2 separate regions of the Hordeum vulgare genome follow, and region 2 is linked to region 1. The links are chromatin contacts, called in public Hi-C maps. All regions are on one chromosome and are shown on one strand. Each heading gives the region's core, a stretch centred on a gene start, on an enhancer-like site or on the middle of the called end of the contact. The rest is flanking DNA. Distances are from core to core; before and after follow the strand shown. Region 1 has its middle 160 kb from the start of LOC123434242. Region 2 holds the start of LOC123434274 (zinc finger CCCH domain-containing protein 19-like).

The links. Hi-C and Micro-C count contacts between places; a contact is called where the count stands out from the background.
Region 2: a Hi-C map of leaf shows a contact between it and region 1, with 5 times the contacts expected there. The contact joins the promoter of LOC123434274 here to the enhancer-like site in region 1. A contact is called at or near these places in 2 of 6 Hi-C or Micro-C datasets (leaf and seedling).

What each region holds. Positions count from the first base shown.
Region 1 is chr1H:330,885,197-330,889,188 of MorexV3_pseudomolecules_assembly, reverse strand. No RefSeq gene overlaps it. Among protein-coding and RNA genes, the nearest start is that of LOC123434242, 160 kb to the right of the region's middle. Within about 2 kb of position 1,723, at least 3 of the 3 cell types and tissues checked have open chromatin away from gene starts, as enhancers often do. A contact at or near this core is called in leaf and seedling, where this site is marked.
Region 2 is chr1H:331,421,073-331,425,064 of MorexV3_pseudomolecules_assembly, reverse strand. LOC123434274 (zinc finger CCCH domain-containing protein 19-like) reads left to right here and starts at 2,308. Exons shown (of 11, transcript XM_045115502.1): 1 at 2,308-3,005; 2 at 3,143-3,222; 3 at 3,739-3,923. The coding sequence starts at 2,536.

The DNA of each region.
Region 1 (3,992 bases), core at 474-2,973:
GTGGCGTTGGCGCGAATCCTGGGGCTTTTGTGCGTTGCGGATCCAGGAGACTAGAGGCCATAGCGGTGGATCTCGTGTTCCAAAGCTTCGCCGGATGTGGCGATGGCGGCCGGAGCGACGAAGGGGTTGGGACTATAGGCCCTGTTTTTAGGTTATGATTGGTGGTGATTCATCTACCTTCTCGGCTTTGGCATGCTCGAGCCATGGTGAAGGTATGAAGCTGTCTTTTCCGTGGGGATTGTCCCACCCGATATTCGGGGATCCAATCTCGGTTCCCCTCCAATGGGGTGGGAGGAACCTATATGCTTCCTCAAAAGCCATTAATGGCGATGTGGGAAGATGGCTCTTTTCTTGTAGATGAGTATAGTGTCGCTAAGTGGACCCCCGGCGTAAGGCTCATTCTTTTTTTGTTTGTTTAAACCTCTCTTGACGCATATATATTGGACAACACTACCCCTAGCCGATCTCATGTTCCTTAGCTGTAGGATCTCCTCTTATTTTATTCTATTACTTCTTCTACCTCCCGTTGCCCTGTGTCGCCGTAAAAACATTCGCGGGTGTCGCGCGCTGCAGTCTCGCTCCCCTACAGTCCTCCTCCTCCCTCGCCACCCTGCCTCCGTTCATCCGCACCGCCCATCGCCCCCTCGCTGGTCATCCTTACCAGCTGCAAAAAGAGCTATTTGCAGCTCCATGTAGTCGCCTTTTCCAACATTGATAGCCGCCCCTAGCCGCGCTCTAGCAACCAACCACGTTCTAGCAACCGCCTACGAGCTTGCAACACTTGACACCGACGGTCACTGCTCACCGGCCCGATGGTCGTAGTTCATAGCTCTGATCAGTCACCGGTTACAGCACCTCACCTCCGCCCGTCGTAGCATTTGCTTGCCGGTTGTAGCAGCAACAAAAATACGAGGGTCGTGCGATGTAGCAAAACACGGCATTGGTTGTAGCCGGACGGGGCATCGGTTGTAGCAATTCATGACACTCGTTGTAGCATGTAAGCAAAAAAGTACGTTGGTTCTTGAGATGTAGCAAAACTCGACGTCGGTTGTAGCTAAGTGGTGTGTCCGTTATAACATAATATGGTACCGATTGTAGCATGTAACATAAAACGTGACGTATGCAGCGTTGCTCGTAACAGTGTCGATGTCCTCGCAGCTCACGGTCATCATGCTCGCCGTCCATGATGGCAGCTCTCCTGGACACCGCTTGCAGCAGACCACGACGCGGTTCCAGCTTACGCCTAGGCCGGTTGCAACACGTCTCACTGTGGGTGCATCTTCTCCGGTGATAGATCGCCGCTCGTAGTTCATGCTCGTCGGAGCGTGCAGCACGACCCGAAGGGCAACGGGGTGTAGGGTCGCATGGCCAGGACGTCGCCCCAGGCGAGCGATTGTCCGTCGTGGCTGGTTGCGGCACGCAGTCCTAGCCCGTCCTGACTCGAGACCGATGACCTTACCTTCGAGCAACAGATGACTGATGTGTGGTGGGTGCCCATTGTTGGTGAATGCTTGGGAGGAAAGCTTAGATGAAGAAGGAAGAAAAGCAAAATGAACGGTTGGAAAAAAAACTACAAGAGGATAAGAAATGGAAGGTGTGAAACGTTTTCCATAAATATTCTACTTCAATTAAGTTTATATTACTATATAAAATGCACCGAGCATCCACTGGTACGAGTAGGACATAGCTCGGCGTCCAGGAGCAGGTCCACCGTGCAAGTGACGTCGCGGGTGCGGCAGCCACACGTCTTGGTCCTCAGTTCGTCACTGCCTGCACACGTGACAAAGATGGATGGCGACGGCGATCAATCGATCGATCTTTGGGGCCCGGGCCGTGAGGACAGGAGAGTGGTATCGCCACCCGAACGCCGTCACATCCGTACCGGTGGCCAAGCCGTTCTTCCTTATCGATATCACCTGCACCGAACCACTAGCACGTTGGCCCTCTTGATTAACAATCTTTATCTAATACTCCTGCCGTTCTACAATAAGTGGTCAGTGTACTAGTACTTGTTTGTTTGTGTTCTGTTTACTACAAAAACAAATACGAGCACAACTTTTGACTGCAAATGATGCCACACCGAGTTGGTGGCTGATCGCAACTGAGCACGCGCTTGGTTGAAAGATTCATGTTTTAGGACTAGCAGGCAGGAAGCAAGCCAATATTTCCAATAAGAATATCTTCGTTTTGGCACTATGTGGATCACGGAAAATCATTGAATTTTAAAAGATTCCAATCTTTTGATGTATATTTTCTGACGGGTGCGACGGACGGATCAACCAGATGATTTCCTATAGAAATCATCCGTGTAGCCAGCCGTTCGATGTGCGCTAGTGGACGTTCGATCTAGGGTAGCACCACGAGCCTCCGGTTGCTATCCATGGGAACATCGAGCGCATGACACCCCCCGACGAAACTTCATTGCAATCCCCACGACAAGACAAAGCTGGTGCGCAGAATGGACGACGCCGACGAAGCTCCAATGCAGCACCGGTGGAGCTCCATTGCAGCGTACAACCCCGACGACGCTCCATTCCAGCCCCCGATGACACTTCATTGCAGACTCGTTGAAGCACCGACGACTCCAGCAACGCGGCAAAGTTTCAATGGAGCACAACGGCATCCCTATGAAGCTCCAACGATGCACCAATGAAGGTTGCGTGGCGGTGCCAGCGACCACCGAAGCAAGCTGCGTCTCGCGCCAATAGCTTGCAGTCGTTGAGGGGACACTACATCTATGTTGCATCACAACACTGGCAACCAATGCGAAGAGCTGCATCGCAGCGCCGGGCAGCTTGTAGCCGCTTAGGGGTGTCACATCAAGGCACCGACAGACGCTGAAGAGCGCTATATCGCAGCTCCTCTTGTAGGAGTAGAGAAATGACCCGAGGATGTTGGGAGGGCAGGCGATAAGGGAGAGGTGCTCTCAGGGAAGGCCCTGAGCTCGTCGGAGGAGTGTGTGAGAGAGGATGCAGTCAACGGTGATTTGGAGAAGAAGAAACCCGAGACGAGAGGATAAGGTAGGTGCGGTGGTGGGGATAAGAATGAGGGGAAGGGAGAGCGCACGGGCAGGCAAGTCATGTGTCAAACGCTCGACGCGGCTTACAAGAAAGACATTTCAATCGGTTGATTTTTAATAATTTCCATATTTTTTCTATAGGTGTCCTTTGGCTCAAGAATTGTTCATACTCAAAAGCCCAACGAAACGTGGAAGCGTGAACAAGTCATAGTTGTTTATTATTGCGATAATTGTACTTTTAATCAAGAAGTTGTTTTAAAAAAAGGGATAGGGTCCCGATGGATCCACACATCCATTACATAAGTTTGAAAGCACAAATTACAGATTATAGCGAGTAGGAGGGCGGGTGTCAAGATTACAACATCATAAGAATGTACAACAATGATGATGACCTATGTGTGTGGGAAGGCGGTAGCTTAACAAACATCGTAAGATTGACACTACAGAGTGAGGGAGGGTTGACCTTAGTCATGCCAAATAGAAGTGCTCGAGCTCCTCTTGGGTTTAGTTGCCGCCCGTCGCCACGCTGGAAGGCGGTTGCAGTGGTGCAATGACGGGTATGCGAGATAGGAAGAGGAGGGGAGCGGCGACTCGCCTGAGTGGTGGGGGTAAGAAAGAGTTGGAGTTCATATGGGGTGAGTGTGTGTACGTCTGACATGATGTCCCCCTCGAACATCCATGGTTCTTCCCCACAACACATTGGATGAGGAAGTAACGGTTGTCATTGTAGATTATTGTCTGTTTTTTCAAAAAGAAAATTAATAAAAATATGTCAATGAGGACGTCTTTATTGTGATACCATATAGAAAATCATTTAGTTTAATACAAAAATAGTGCGTCTTGATAGAGCCAAATTCATATCCCCGAATAGAATATTATTTGGCAGGCTTAAATTTGGTGTCTCACACCCTCCTTCTTAATTTAAAATACCACGAGGATCCTCCCCCGTCAGTCTACTACTTTATAGTGGAAC
Region 2 (3,992 bases), core at 1,059-3,558, 540 kb before region 1:
TGAGTCCCCTATGGCTCACAGATTACTACAACACCAGTTGCAGGTACAGGTAAATGTTACTTGACGCAAGCGCGTTGATTGTTCATTTGGAGTTGCTTCTTTTTCTTCTTCATCATCGATCTAGGATGGGTTCCAGCCCGACAGCTTGGGATAGCAAGGATGGACGTCGTTCTTCTTTTCTCGTTTGTTTTCGTCCGTAGTCGGACCCTACTCTTACTCTTGATGATTATGTAATGTACTGATGTGACTCTGATGTAGCTTGTGGCGAGTGTAAGCCAATTCTATTATATATATCTCTTCTTTTCAGTACATGTACTTGTAACGATATCCATTCTTGCGACACGACGAGATGCGCTTCTATCCCTGACGAGGCCTTCGTGCCAAATTGAGGATAGGGTCGCATCTTGGGCGTGACATGCGCACAAGCCGAGAGAGGCCAACACCGGCCTTCGAGCTGCGTTGACGGGGAAACAGCGGTTGCAGATCCGGAGTTGCCCCCGGTCTCCACATTGGACTGCTCCAAGATGATGTAGAGGGCAAGCTCATAGTCCAGATCTAGGTCGGAGTTGAAGCGGCTAACGGAGCTCGATATTGCGTCAGATTCGATTAGAATCGGTGCACGGAGAGGAGAGGACGGAGCAAGAGAGGAGAGTGATTGAGCTAGGGTTTCGGAGCAATGAGCCGGATGGAGTTTCTTGTGGGACAACCATGTTGTTGGTGATGGGTCGGGCTTGTCATGCAGATGCGCCCGAGCGCGCCCGGGCCACCCCATATCCGCCCCATATTTGGGCTAGATATGAGGGGCGACGGTCAGCCTAGACGTTTGAGGTCCGTTTGAGGCATCCGTCTAGGTCAAAAAATTATGACTCGTTAATAACCGGGTGGGCTGCCCGAACGTTTGAGGCCGGTTTGGGACGCGTGAGTGTAGATGCTCTTAGCTGCCACCGCTGCCTTGGCCCCCATCATCAGTTTTTAGGTTTTTCTTTTTCTAACGACGTCGATGAGATAGTAGCGATGATGATGTGTTGGAATAAGGTTTATCCGGTCTCTCTTTATCTCGACAACGTTGGCTTGTAAGAGTTTGTGTCTCTAGATCTTTGGTTTTCTTTGAATTTTGGCAATTCATGTGCCTTACGAAGAGAGTTGTTGCCTCACTATTAGCATGACAACTTAGCATGACAACTTCCACAACCTTTTTCGTGTTATTCTCCGACTTGGTCCGGTTCTTCAATCATTTGAATATGTGTTGGTGGATTGTAAGCCTTTTTTTGTATGGGATGATACTCTAACCAATGTCGTTGTAAAAATTTGTAATCGTCTGAAGGGACAAGTACCAAATTACAGTCTTTAAAAAAAGGTATGATGAGAGCGTTCGTAGATGTCGTTTCCCTTTGTCGTTGGTTCAATATAGTTTCTAATCTTTAATAAATGTCGTAAGGAAGACGACTAGTATATTTTTCACTGAAAATTTATTTGTTTTATCGATTGTTCTACGTCTAGTTGTCTATTCACTGTATATGCTTTTGCTTTTTTTGTATATATTAATCAAGTGTAAGATGCCCTTTAGATATCTTTAGATAAGGAAAACAATAATAATAGCAAAGACGTGTCAAGTTTAGAAGTGCAGTCCTACGTCGCGAGAAACGCCACGACAGTCAACATCCGTCATCTAATTTTCTACGCCTAGCATACAGAATAAGCATATATTAATTTAAACAAAGTATACAAGCAAACCTTGACAACTCCTCGAATCCTCTTGCTGCTATTCGAACCACAACCATTAGGAGACACGGAGGAAATGGCGCATTCAACAGCGAGAGCCGCGCACATGTTACGCGTGCCATTCATAAACTACATGGAAGTCGCGGATGTGGAGTATACAAACAGATCACAGTGCATGTGCCAGATTCCGGAGACCTGTGTTGTATGCTGATCATGTTCCATCGTCCCCCGTAGCCTCTCTCTACTGACCTCGAGGGGATGGCTCAGCTTGAACTTGATCGGCAACGGTAGGTAAACGGCGGGGGATGGGCCTCGGCCGACCGATCGGCAACGAGCAACAAACCACGTCCATCCTCGGCCACCAGTAACCGCCTCCGGGCCAATCGCGCGGCGGGGAAGGGTCCGGGGACCACGCCCGAAAAAGCGCGGCCCCACCGCACCACGCCCCCCCACTTCCCTTTTCCGTTCCGCCTCATGCGTCGCTTCCTGGCGCGCACCTCCCTCACCCACCACTCCGCCCCCGATCGTTGGGGAGTTTTACGCGGATGCCCCGGGGTTAATTACCGCCACCGCCCCGTCCTTTCTGCGTTTCGGCTCGGCTCGGCTCTCTCTGTGTCTCTCCCTCTCCCTCCACCTCGCTCGCTCGCTCGCTCGCTGTACTGTCTCCCCACGCGCTCGTGGTCGTACACCAACTCGACCAACCCGCGCGGATTGGGCCGCGGCGACGGGGGCGGGGTGGGAGAGGCTTTGCGAGCGCGCTGCTAGGGTTAGGGTTTTTGCCCTGGATTCGCGCGAGGCCGGCCCTGCCGACCCATGGACGCGGGCACGGGCCCCGCGGGGGAGATGCTCTCGCCCGGCGAGGCCGAGTGGCCACCCGAGCTGCGCCTCCCGCCGCCGCCTCCCATGCCCGAACCCGCACCTCCCGCCCCTCACCGTCTCACTGCGTGGCTGCACGCTCCTCCTGCCTCCAGCAAGGAGCCGTCCCCGCCTCGTCACACCGAGGGGTTTGACGACTCGCACTTCCTCGGCTCGATCATGGAGGCCGCGGACGGGGCCGGGGCCGGGGCCGTGGCCATGGTCCAGCAGCAGCAGGGACCAGCCGTGGATGGGGCAGCGGCGGCGGCGCCGGTAGAGGTGAAGAGGAAGAGAGGGAGGCCGCGGAAGAACAGGGACGGGGCGGTTGCCGCGCCTGCGCCGCCCAAACCAGTGAAGAAGAATGACGAGGAGGAGGTGGTGTGCTTTATCTGCTTCGACGGGGGCAGCCTCGTGGTTTGCGACCGCAGGTAGGCGCGCGCGCGATTACTAGCTTTATTTATTTATTTATTTATTTATTTACAATCTTCCTCCGTGTTCTGTGCGCGCCAGTGCGGGTTGGACTCATTGCTTCGACTAGGCTGAAAACCCTGTTCTGTGGCTGCAGGGGTTGCTCCAAGGTGTACCATCCTGCCTGCATCAAGCGCGACGAGTCGTTTTTCCGCTCCCGTGGCAAGTGGAATTGTGGTATGTCTCAAGTCATTCTAGTATTTGCATGTAGTATAATTTCAATATTAATTCATGCTGCATGTGCTGGATATTCCTAGGATATGTAGTCTTGCCTTCCCAAAACCTCCAACATGAATGCCCGATCGCATTCATCATACATGTAGAGTTAGTTTAGAGGATGCTTTTTTCAGCGATATAGCTTATGCCCAATTTGTGTTGAATCATTTCCACTTTTTTTACTACACATTTGTCATCATGATCAGTTGACTGTTGATGTGCACATTCCCTGTTATAAGTCTGTATATTGAAGTCGAAACAGATTTATGTGTTGAGTTTATGTACCAGAACTGGATATGCTCGGCTGGCATTACACCATATGCGGCAACACCAAGACGAAAAATAGCTGCTTTTTATTTATCGTATACGAGTACATTGTATGTGCATGCACCAACCTTTTAACTTCAGAAACTATAGTTCAATCTGACCTGTCCTTTCAATCTGACCTGTCCTGTTTCTTGATGTCACACGTGCCAGGGTGGCACATTTGCAGCAGCTGTGAGAAGGCAGTACAATACATGTGCTATACTTGTACTTACTCCCTCTGCAAGGGATGCGTCAAACAGGGCAAATTCTTTGGTGTTAGAGGGAACAAGGGCTTCTGTGACACTTGCTATGCCACTATATTGTTAATAGAGTCCAAAGACGAAGATGCTACGAAGGTATTGACTGTGTACTGTTAGCCCTTAAATTGTATACCCCGTTCCATTTTTCTGAAGCACAGAAGCATC